Regions from separate parts of the Mus musculus genome. Here region 1 is linked to region 2. Evidence: chromatin contacts called from public HiChIP or PLAC-seq data. All regions are on one chromosome and are shown on one strand. The core of a region is the stretch at or near the end of the contact, and the rest is flanking DNA. Distances in the headings are between cores, read along the strand shown. Region 1 overlaps Ccdc57 (coiled-coil domain containing 57). Region 2 holds the start of Cybc1 (cytochrome b 245 chaperone 1).

The links. HiChIP or PLAC-seq counts read pairs in DNA pulled down with a chosen protein or histone mark.
Region 1: a FOXA1 HiChIP or PLAC-seq map of pancreatic cancer cells shows a contact between it and region 2. The contact joins the enhancer-like site here to the promoter of Cybc1 in region 2. A contact is called at or near these places in 3 of 39 promoter capture datasets (the 3T3-L1 cell line and embryonic stem cells), 3 of 115 datasets of contacts at active chromatin or transcription factors (bone marrow-derived macrophages, embryonic stem cells and pancreatic cancer cells) and 1 of 9 other capture datasets (pancreatic islet).

Annotation. Positions count from the first base shown.
Region 1 is chr11:120,896,033-120,901,862 of GRCm38.p6, forward strand. It overlaps Ccdc57 (coiled-coil domain containing 57), which reads right to left. Exons shown (of 19, transcript NM_027745.1): 8 at 1,777-1,935. Among named protein-coding and RNA genes, the nearest start is that of A430102A20Rik, 34 kb to the right of the region's middle. Within about 2 kb of position 2,144, at least 36 of the 459 cell types and tissues checked have an H3K27ac peak or open chromatin away from gene starts, as enhancers often do. A contact at or near this core is called in pancreatic cancer cells, where this site is marked.
Region 2 is chr11:121,225,708-121,231,027 of GRCm38.p6, forward strand. It overlaps Cybc1 (cytochrome b 245 chaperone 1), which reads right to left and starts at 3,602. Exons shown (of 7, transcript NM_144832.2): 1 at 3,332-3,602; 2 at 2,621-2,763; 3 at 1,536-1,577; 4 at 1,062-1,135; 5 at 97-193. The coding sequence starts at 2,705.

The DNA.
Region 1 (5,830 bases), core at 894-3,393, 330 kb before region 2:
ACACTCCTCTGTAATTGATAGAACCAATAAGCAGATAGCAAGGACATGGGAGAGTGTTATCTACCAGGGTGGTCCAGGTGACATCTTCAGAACCCAGACCACAACAAGGGTATGTTTTATCTTTAAGTCTATTTAGACAGGTATTGGGGCAGAATACATTTCAAATCCATGAAACAGACTGCAGAGGAAATCAATCATGCTAGGTGTATTCTGCGTGTGCAGCATAATTAGGTCAAAATTACTGACAATGGTTCCTGAAGCTAAAGTCAGAGATTAGGCAATATGGTCCTAAGTTATCAACTGACTGGAGAGTTCACAAGGGACAGCACGTTAGCTGAATAACATCAGAGCTTGTTGGGTGTAGCTAGGCTGTGCTAGAAAGGAAACTTCCAACACTAATTACATCTGATAGACGGAAAGATGTCTCAGAGTTAATCATCTTGGCTCTGATATCAGAATTGATCAGAACAACAAACCAAAGCCAAAGGAAATAGGAAATAGAACAACAACCACTACCAACCACCACCACCACAACAACAACAATGGAGAAAATCAAATCCTAAGTTGGTTCTTCACAAAGATCAGCAAAATATTGATAGAACTGATAAGCCTCCAGTGAGGCTGGTCTAAGGTAAAGGGGAGGCCATCAAATGACCAGTGTCATAAGAAGCCTTTGCTATCCACTGACAGGCAGTAAGATTACAGGAACCAGGGACAGGGACAAAGTGGACAGAGGAGATCAAAGTACCAAAATGGACAGAAAAAAAAATCAGAGGAAAACCTAAACAAAACAAAACAAACAGGGCTGGTGTGATGGCTCAGTGGGTAAGAGTACCCGACTGCTCTTCCAAAGGTCCAGTGTTCAAGTCCCAGCAACCACATGGTGGCTCACAACCATCTGTAATGGGATCTGGTGCCCTCTTCTGGAGTGTCTGAAGACAGCTACAGTGTACTTACATATAATAAATAAATAAATCTTAAAAACAAACAAACAAAACAAAACAAACAAACAAACACAAACCAGTGATAAATCCAAAGAAGCTAGGATCAAAAGCCATATTATGGCCGCCATTCAGAAGTCCAGTCCACAAAGGCCCTTCCCCAGGGTGGTCAGGGCTGGCCACAGAGCTGAGGGGTCTGGATGAGACAGAGTGGAGGGTGTGGATGTGTGTGTCCATCTGGATTACATCGTCTGACTTGATGACACTGTAAGAACAGGCCCTTGCTTTCACCAAGTGTAAGTTACTACAATCAACAGGAGAGACAAGCATGGTGGGTTTTGTTTGCTTGCTTGCTTTCTTTCTTTCTTTCTTTCTTTCTTTCTTTCTTTCTTTCTTTCTTTCTCTCTCTTTCTCTCTCTCTCTCTCTTTCTTTCTTTCTTTCTTTCTTTCTTTCTTTTTTCTTTCCCTTGAGATAGGGTCTCTCCATGTAGAGATGGATGTCCTGCAGTGTTATGGGGATCAGGTTGGCCTTGAAATCATGGTACTCTGTCTGCTTCTGCAAGCTGATGGCAGAGGAAGGTGGACATTGCTCGCCACCACACCAGCCCTTGGCTGCTCTCCTTGATCTCCTCATCCCAAAGTCTCTGGACATGCCCTCTGGGCTTGGATGTTTGCTGTCCTTACTACCACCACGATCTGCTTTCAAACCATTGACCATTCCTCCCCCAGGGAATGCAGGGCCAAGTTTGTTTGATGTGGTTTCAATCCTGAGGACCTGTAATGGTTCTTGTCTGCAGGAAACACTCAGCATGGGTGACTGCCTTGGGAATGGTACCTGTCTATGTCCTGTTGGAATCTGGCCACCTGTGCCTTGAGCTTCATCTCTTCTTCCTGCAGCGTGTGAATCTGAAAGTCTTTGGAGACAGTCTCCTTGGACATCTGCGTGATCTGGGCGTCCCAGGCAGCTTTCAGAGCTGCCGCATCTTCACGAAATCTGCACGGGAAGAGTTTGGGAGTGCAGTGAGCGTCTCCTGTTCTCTCTCGTGCTCCCATACAGACCCAGAGGAGCACACACACAGTTGGCCAGCCCTCTCAAAAAGCCACATTAGAAGGCAAACCATTGCCTAATTTAAGACCATGGTTCTACTCAGGAAGAAACATCCAGCAGCCAGCCAAGCTACTGTTAACTAATTGACTATAAAGGGCCAAATTACGCAAGGGGGAAAGGTGATCTGTACACACAGCCTGTGGGACTGAGGAAGTGCTGCTGGTGAGTCACCTCTGCATCTTTCACTGTGCCCAGTCCAGCACCTAACACACTTCAAGAAGACTCTAGAGGCCACACATTAGCTTGACAGTCAAGTGTTGCTGGGCAAACCGCCCAAACACGCAAGCTTTCCCAAAAAACACACATCAAGTGACACTTTCAGGAGAGGCCATCTAACCAAGACCATCCCTGCTCACGGAAAACCTGCCTTTGTCACACGGTGCACCAAAGACCACACCCCTGGGAACAGACCTTCTGGGGCTCTGTGCTGATGGGCTGTCCCGTGTGGGCATGACAAGCAGAAGGTGAGTAGCTGCCCTGAATCAAGAGCCAGGTGTTGAGTCTCAAACCTGCCCTGGAACAGCATGGAGAGCCACTGTGCCACATCTCACACGCTCTGGGAGTACTGAAAACAGGACACACGAGGCAGCCACTTTCAGTCACTTTGGGCAAGCCCACCTGACTCTGCCTTCTGAGCCGGTGTCTGGTACTGAGGAAATGCTCCTGGAAATGCCCTCAGCAACACTTCTCACCAGGCTGCTTCCCAGGCCGGCATTCCCAGGGTCAGCACAGAAACACCTGGTCCAGTGACCTGTGTCCACTGTGGCCTCCTTCACATTCTACCTCCTTTCCCCAACACGTGGCCTGACTTAGCTGCCAGTATGACTACTGCCGTCTTACAGTGAAGACCAGTAGACTCTGACTGCTCCAAGTGGAGCAGACATGCCACTAGCAAACCTGTGTCTTTATCCTAATCATACATGTGTGCAAACCCACCGAGAGGGCAAGCACTGAGCACTGAGGTTGTCACAGAATGCCAGCACATGCTGGACAGAGGTGGACTGGTCACCAAACTCCCCACAAGTAAGAAGAGAGATTCAAATTTGGGTTTTCTGAACATGTTCTTTTGAGATGGGGTTTCAGTTAGCAGCCTAGGCTGGCCTCACCTTAAGAGCTCTGAGATTACAGATACATGTCACCCTGCCCTGTTTTCTACTGTCAGGGAAATGCCCTGTCTGTAGTAGTAACCCCCCCCCCCCTTTTTTTTTTGGTTTTTTTGAGACAGGGTTTCTCTGTGTAGCCCTGGCTGTCCTGGAACTCACTTTGTAGACCAGGCTGGCCTGGATGTGACACACTATAATTCCAGGAAGCTAAGGCTGGAGGATTATGAGTTCCAAGCTAGCCAGGACTATACAGAGTGAGACCCTGTCAAAACACAAAGTCATTTAGTTTAAGGCTTCAAGAGGAGGCAGGAAGCAGCCAGGCTCTGTAGGGCCCTGCCACTGCAAAGGAACAGCAATGAGCCAGCATTCGTTCCTCGAGGCAGCCACAGCACAGCTGGGCATCGTTGGCTCACTATGGTGAGCTGCTTGGGTTTCTTACAAAATAAACCAGAGCACACTGGACTTAACAAAGCAGTACCACCAAGCTTCTCAAAGTACAATTGCTAGTTTTATTTTTACTTTATGTCTGTGGTATTTTGTCTGCATGTGTGTTCCGAGGACTGAACTCGGACCCTTGGAGGAGTAGCCATCACTCTTAAGCACTGAGTTATCTAGCCCATGTAGAATAAGCTTTAATTTCCTGATACTACACAGGTCTAAGAACTACTTCTCCCCATAGTAGAAGTGTAATTTGGGTAGCAATTTGTCTGCTTAAAAAAAAGGGGTGGGGAGTGGGGGCTGGAGAGATGGCTCAGTGGTTAAGATCACTGACTGCTCTTCCAGAGGTCCTGAGTTCAAATCCCAGCAACTACATGGTGGCTCACAACCATCTGTAATGGGATCTGGTGCCCTCTTCTGGTGTGTCTGAAGACAGCTACAGTGTACTCATATACATAAAATAAACAAATCTTTAAAAAAAAAAAAAAAAGAGGGGCTGGTGAGATGGCTCAGCAGGTAAGAGCACCTGACTGTTCTTCCAAAGGTCCTGAGTTCAAATCCCAGCAACCACATGGTGGCTCACAACCATCCCTAACGAGATCTGACTCCCTCTTCTGGTGTGTCTGAAGACAGCTACAGTGTACTTACATATAATAAATAAATAAATCTAAAAAAAAAAAAAAAAGATAAAATACCCTCATCTAAGCCTGGGAATGTTAGCAAATACCCGACTTCAGTGTTCCTTTGAACACTGCGTCCCTGTGTATTTCCTCACTGCCCAGGATGGGGCTCAGCGCCGCACACCCAGTGCTATACCTCTCCAGTGCCCACAGTTCTTGACACGAGGCACAAGCAGAGCAGGTTGTCCAAACACTCTGGCTTGAATTAAATATTGGGAAGGAGCCAGTGTCCTGGAGCACACCTGTAATTCCAGCACTGGGTAGGCTGAGGTGGGAGAATAGAGGCTTCCAAGCCACCTCAGGCTACACAGGGCAGCCATGTCTCAAAAACAAAGCAAAACAAAAACAAACAAACAAAAAAAACCCAGTTAAACCCAGAGCTGTATGGTTTGAATTTCCACCTCTGTTCATGTCCACTAGAGAATTGAAAGCAACATCTATAAAGGACGTCTGCTACCTGCACTAAAGCAGAGTCATTCTTAAGAACAGAGGAGAAACACCCATGTGTACAGAGCAGATAAAAGACTGTGGCCTGTTCACACTGGGATATCAGCCTTAAAGACACAAAGTTTGACTTAACAAGCCACTGCCCTCCATAGCTCAATACTAAAATAGTTAACTCTTGTTAGGCATGGTATTCTTGTGTGTATGCATGTGCAAGAGTGTGAAGGAGGACATGTGTGGTGTGGGTGCATTGCACAGGTCAGAGGTCAACCCTGGGTCGAGATCCTCAGTGGCCATCTGCCTTGAGATAAGGCTCTCCCTGGGACCTACGGCTCACTGACTATGCTGGGCTAGCTGGCAAAGAAGGCCTCCATGGCTTCTGGAGGTCCAGAGGTGTATATTTTGACACAGTCACAGTTTAAAAGAAAATGTCATCCTATGAATGTGGATGACCCTTGAGAACTTGAGTCTCTCTGTGACAGGCCAGACATATAAGGGCAAGTGCCAGAAGATTCCAATTTGTGTGTTGCTCCTAGAGTTAGCAAACTGACAGGCAGTGCCGACTGAAGGCTGCTGGGAGACTGGGGCAGGAGTGGCACCTGGATCCAAATGGGACGAGCACTGCAGACGGACAGATGAAACTGCATTTGCCGTATCCTGATGCCAGTGCTACATACCTATAACCCCAGCAGCACTTAGGAAGTTGAGGCAGGAAAAATAAGTCCAGGGGCGGGGGGGTGGGGGGGGGAGCTATAGTGACACATGCTTGCAGTCCCAACACTTGGGAGGTGGAGGCACACGGATTATAAATCCGAGGCTATCCAAGGTCATAGAACAAGTTCTGGGCCAGGTTTGCACAAATGAGGCTTTGTCTCAGAAAAACAAAAAGTGAAGGCAATAGGTTAACTTTGTTAAATACACTTATCACAAGTAAGCATAAATATAAAACTATATAATTAAAAAGAAAACATTACTAGAAATGGCAGCGGGGTCAGGGGGTCGGGGGTGGGCAGAAAGCCCCTACCCACTGCTTGCAAAATTCCATTCTAAAATGGCCCACATCTGCCTCTGCCTTGGACACAGGCACACGAGGCTGTTGGGCTGGGCCGGCCAGAG
Region 2 (5,320 bases), core at 2,352-4,851:
AAGCCAGGATATGTCTGAGGACCCTCATTCCTTGAGCAGTTGGACTTGAACCCAAGCCATCCAGGCCTCACCAAGCTGTAGGTCCCCACGTCTTACCTTGATCGTGGCCCGCTCTGAGAAGAGTCAGCAGCTTCTTGTAGAGGCTGAATGTTTTTAAGATGACCTTCCCAGTGTTCTTGTTGAAAATGGCCTCCTGCAAACCAATATATGCTAAGCACACAGAACTCCAGGGAGAGGACGGAGCTTATGCTGAGGTATTAGCCCCACCCACACTGGTACAAATACGCAATTTGCCCAGGTGGAAATCCAAAGTCTCCAGGACTCTTCCAGAGGTACCTTCTGTGCCTAACCTCTTGTACTCCTTGTGAGTAAGGGACACATGAGAGAAAGCAGATAGAATGGGTGCTCTTCTCTCTTCCTGAGAGCAAGACCAGCCTGGGGAATCTTGCCCAGCAGGTATGAGGCCCCAGGTTCAACCCTAAGTACTGGGTAAATAAAAGAACAAAAGGACAGGATGGTAATGAGGCCATTAAGCAAAAAGCAGAAGCCCAGGCCAGGCAGCTTCAAGAATTCTGAGAAGTCCAAGACTAAGGGAAGGGGGCATCCCCAAAAGGTACCACCTGACTTTCCCCAGGCTCAGATTCCTGTCTGCCATTGTTAGGTGTACAGTGAGGACCTGGGTGGTCAGAGGAAGCCCCAAACCCCTGAACTTCAAAATGTTCTCACAGGTCCCTGCCCTGTGGAACCAGCCCAGCCAAGGGACATACAGACTTGTTGTAACAACCCGGGGGGGGGGGGGGCGCTACTGTGCGCCAAGTGGGGTGTTTTATGCCCATCAGAAGGTTGAGGCAATTGGCTTTCTTTTGAGTTTGAGGCAAGCCTGCAACATAACAAAACACACTACATAGAACCTTAGTGAAAACTGTTGTGAGTAGCTTTTCTAGAAAAGTCCAGAGATGTTTACAAGCAAAATCAAGGGAAGGGCTGAGTCCAGGTAACTGAATGCCTCTGAGCTGGGGCAGGTGCTTCTGAACGGGAAGGGTCCTACTGTTCCATCTTACCTCCCAGTCTTCCAAGTTCTGTACAGCCACAAATAGGCAGCCTGTGACATAGAAGAGCTTCCAGCCCAGACTATCTGCAAGCAGACAGTATATCAGCTCATTAGCTCAGGAGCCAAGGTGATGTCCATAGGTGGTCCTTCCCAGCCCAACCTTTCTTTTGGCTCAGATTAGAGGCTTAGGTAATGTGCTTCTGTCACCGGAGCTACTTAAGCCCCAAACTCTGCCTAATTCCACCTAGAGGATGGGTAGATCGATACAGCCTTGCCATGGAGATGGGACACATCCTCCCTGCAAGGTGACAGGCAAATGCTAAAGAGCTTTACAAGAGGACTTTGTAACACAGTAAGAGATTTAAGATACAAGACATGGCCTGGGATCATCTCCCACACAAGGCCACCCCAAAGCCACACACACCAAGACTGCTTTTTGTTCATTTCCAAGTGCAAGGAAGCTGAAGGGGAGAACATACTTTACCTCCACTGTAATAGGCAGCAGCCAGGCCAGTGGATAATATTCCTGTAGAGAGAGGGAGAGAGTACCTTGTTAACTAGCCAAGGGAAGACCCATTTCTTCACAGTGCTATAGCTGTCTCATGGTAGCACAGCTTGTTCAGGGGCAACAGGTAGAGGCTACCTAGTACAGAGTTGGTGAGCCAGCTAAGATGTTTGTTTCAAAACGGAGGAGAAGGGGACTGGAAAAGAGGGCTTACTGATTAAGAGTATATACTACTTTTGCAGAGGACCCAGTTCAGTACTCAGCACCAGCACCCATGTCAGGCCATCGCAACCTCATGCAACTTCAGCTCCAAGAGAGCTAATGCTCTTCTGGATTCCACAGGCACCTATACGTACCTGCATAGAACCCCCATATAGATACACACATAGTTTAAAAATAAAATTAAATAAAAAGCAAGATATCCCATCATGGCATTCACCAGACTTGTCTGCAAACAAATGACAAACGCACAAATGACCCTGAGGTAGGTATTGCTTACATGGGATGAGGGATGAAGACTACTTACAGAATTATAACAACACCCGAGCATAACATGCAGAAAAGCATGTGTATATCATAAGGACAGACTGCAGAGATGCTGCTGAAGCCACAGCTAGTGCCTCACCTCAGACTGTACAGCCCAGCCAACACAAGTGCACCTGTCCCTGAGATACAAGAGCCTTCTGACAGGCAGCGATGGAGGAAGAGGCTAAGTGCGCTTATGAAGAGGTCTGAGCCAGGGAAGAGGAAAGATGGGAACCCATGATCACCTGTCACACAGAAGGAAAACTATAGTGACCTCATAAAAAGCAGATAGGCTGGGAGGGCATCTCAGTGTTAAAGAAGTGTGCCCAGCTTGCAAGGCAGGGAGGGTATCTCAGTGTTAGAGTGTGCCTAGCATGCAAGGGGGTCGGTCCTGCATGCCATCTGAAAGAAAAGGCACCCTGAGGGTTAATGAAACATGCTTTATCAAGGCCTTGTATTGAGAACCTCTAATAGAACACAAAGAAGCTGTTTACGTCGCTTTTTAGATTGGGGGTGGGGTGGGGGGTGGGAAGCCTTACCGACCAGCAGGGACCAAGACCGGATGCCTGGAGCCCTCTTCAGATGGAGGCGGGTGCTGGTGCGTGTCTCCACCTGCATATACATTCTTGGAACCTGGGCTCTACTGCACAGCCGACCAGGCTTGGAAAAACACAACTGAAGCCTGCAACCAGTGCACATAGGCAGCACCTCATTAGTCCAGTCAGGAGGCCAGGGGAAGGTCCACAGCAGACCCCGAACACCTTTCTCTTATGAGCCCACTTAACTCACAATTATGTATGGGCATCGGGGCTACACAGCTCACAAATTTGGTGTTGGTCTGAACTCACTTCCAAGCCCCCAGTCTTGTGAACCCTTTTCTTGACTGAACTCTTATCTTTAAGTTGTTCCATTAGTAAGCCCCCTCCCCCTCCCCCGCCCCGACACACACACACACAACTCAGGCTTCCGGCACCTTACCCGAATCTTCCAGAAACAACTCTTCCCACCAAGAACGGGAAGTGAAAGTACCATCGTGTATGAGTCTCTACATTCATAAGCTGTCAGATCCCTGTTATTGACGCCAGACTACCTAACAATGGCCCAAATGCGCCGAATTAATGGGACACTGCGGCAGGACGTCTGGAGATTAACACCCAAGGCCCCAGTTCTGAGTGGCTCCTTGGATTCCCAGGGGCAATCAAGCTTCATACCCTACATCCTCAAGAATCCTAGTTAGGCACATAACTTGCCTCCCTCTGGCTTCAGTTACCAACAAGCTCCACTAGCGGCCCGTTACGCTGGCTCCTCCTCCGGAGTGCACACGCCCGGCTTCCTCAATTTGCCTTGCGCCTGGTCCAGATCCGCAAGCGATGACCCGCACAGGGCTCGGCGGGTCGGAACCCGAAAAGTTGTAGGACACGCACCTATGCGGACAACGAGGGACTTGTAGGAGAATGAGTGGGAGAGAACAGCCCCTCGAACTTCCGGACTTCTGTTCCGCAGACTTCCGGGATAAGAGCTGGGTGGGAACCTCCCAGGGGTGGAGACTGAGTGATTACGCAGTCGGGGGTTGTGCCTTTGTGCTTCACACTCCTGGGGACAGGGACAGGTAGGGCACCTGAATTTAGCCCCTTGGCCAACCAAGAAAGATGTCACTCAAGGAGGTTTCCTAGTTAAGCAGGATATGGGCGTGGTTTAGAAGCCTGGGGAGTGAGTGGATCTGGATTGGGTTTTTTTGTTTGTTTGTTTTTGGGGGGTTTTTTGGGTTTTCCAGACAAGGTTTCTCTGTGTAGCTCTGGCTGGCCTGGAACTCAGAGGGATCTTCATGCTTCTGCCTCCCGAATGCTGGGATTAAAGGTGTGTGCCACCGCCTCCTGGCTAGATCTGTAATTTTCAGGAAATGATAAGAGGTCATATTCACCAGATGCCTAAGGTATAGCAAACATGATCTGACTACCCGAGGTCAATCTAACAAAAGATGCACAATAAATGAAAGTGGGGACATGGCCACTCCTAGGTATTGTTGACGAGTTTCTTATTGTAAATGTGAGGGAAAGCACATATGGAAGCGTCTGGTTGAACATGTCCAGCAGAATAGAGCCATGAGAGGAAAGAGAGAGGGGCAGAGTAAGAGATGAAGAGAGGCGAGATGGAGACAAAAGACCAAGAGGGCAGACAGCACGTAGTCACGATGTCAGATGTCAGCACGTAGTCACGATGTCTGGGTTTTATAGGCAAAGAGAAGTTGGAGGGAAGGGAAGGGAAGGGGAGGGGAGTTGAGGGGAGGGAAGGGAAGGGAAGGCAGGGGCTTGGGCAGGGTTAGAGAGGTCTAGGGTAGTGGGCAAGAGCTGAGGAGTCAGGACTCTGTAACAGGTACTTGCTGAGAGCATGGCCATCATCTACTTTGATGGTCAATAGGCACCTCAGTTAGCCATTTGTCCCCGGTTTCTTTCAGACCTAACACACAATAACTAGTGACGTAAAACCTGGATCACATGTTCCTATTTTGTAGTTTGCCTCCAACATACCTACGATGATCTGTGGGTGCTAGGACGGCATGCTGGAGCAGAGATTTCCATTACTTTACCGTTCTCTTTAGATCTACTTGTTATGGGATTCCTAATTTTATAATGACTTTATAAAAGTACACAGCATGACCCTTGAAGTTTTGTCAATTTATAGTTACAGTATATACTGAGAAAACTGGATGAGGCAGTCTCTCTCTAATATTTACTTATTTATTTTATGTATAGGAATACACTGTAGCTGTCTTCAGACACACCAGAAGAGGGCATCAGATCCCATTGCAAATGGTTGTGAGCCACCATGTGGTTGCTGGGAATTGAACCTCAGGACCTCTGGGAAAGTAGCTAGTACTCTTTACTATTGAGCCAACTCTCGATCCCTGTTTTTTGTTGTTTTTGCTTGTCTGTATGATGTGCGTGTGTGAGTGTGTGCATGTATTTCTGGTTGGCCTGGAACTCTGGGATCTGGCCCAATCTGTCTTGCGAGTGCTAGAATTAAAAGCACACGCTGCTATACTCAGTTTAAAGCTGGATTTATTCTCTTTTTTTTTCTTTTTTTCTCTTTCTCTTTATCTCTCCCTCTCCTTTTTTTTTTTTTTTTTTTCAAAACCTGGCTGTCCTGGAACTCACTCTGTAGACCAGGCTAGCTTCAAATACACAGAGATCTACCTGCCTCTGTCTCTTGAGTGCTGGGAACTGCCCAGTTTAAGAAGA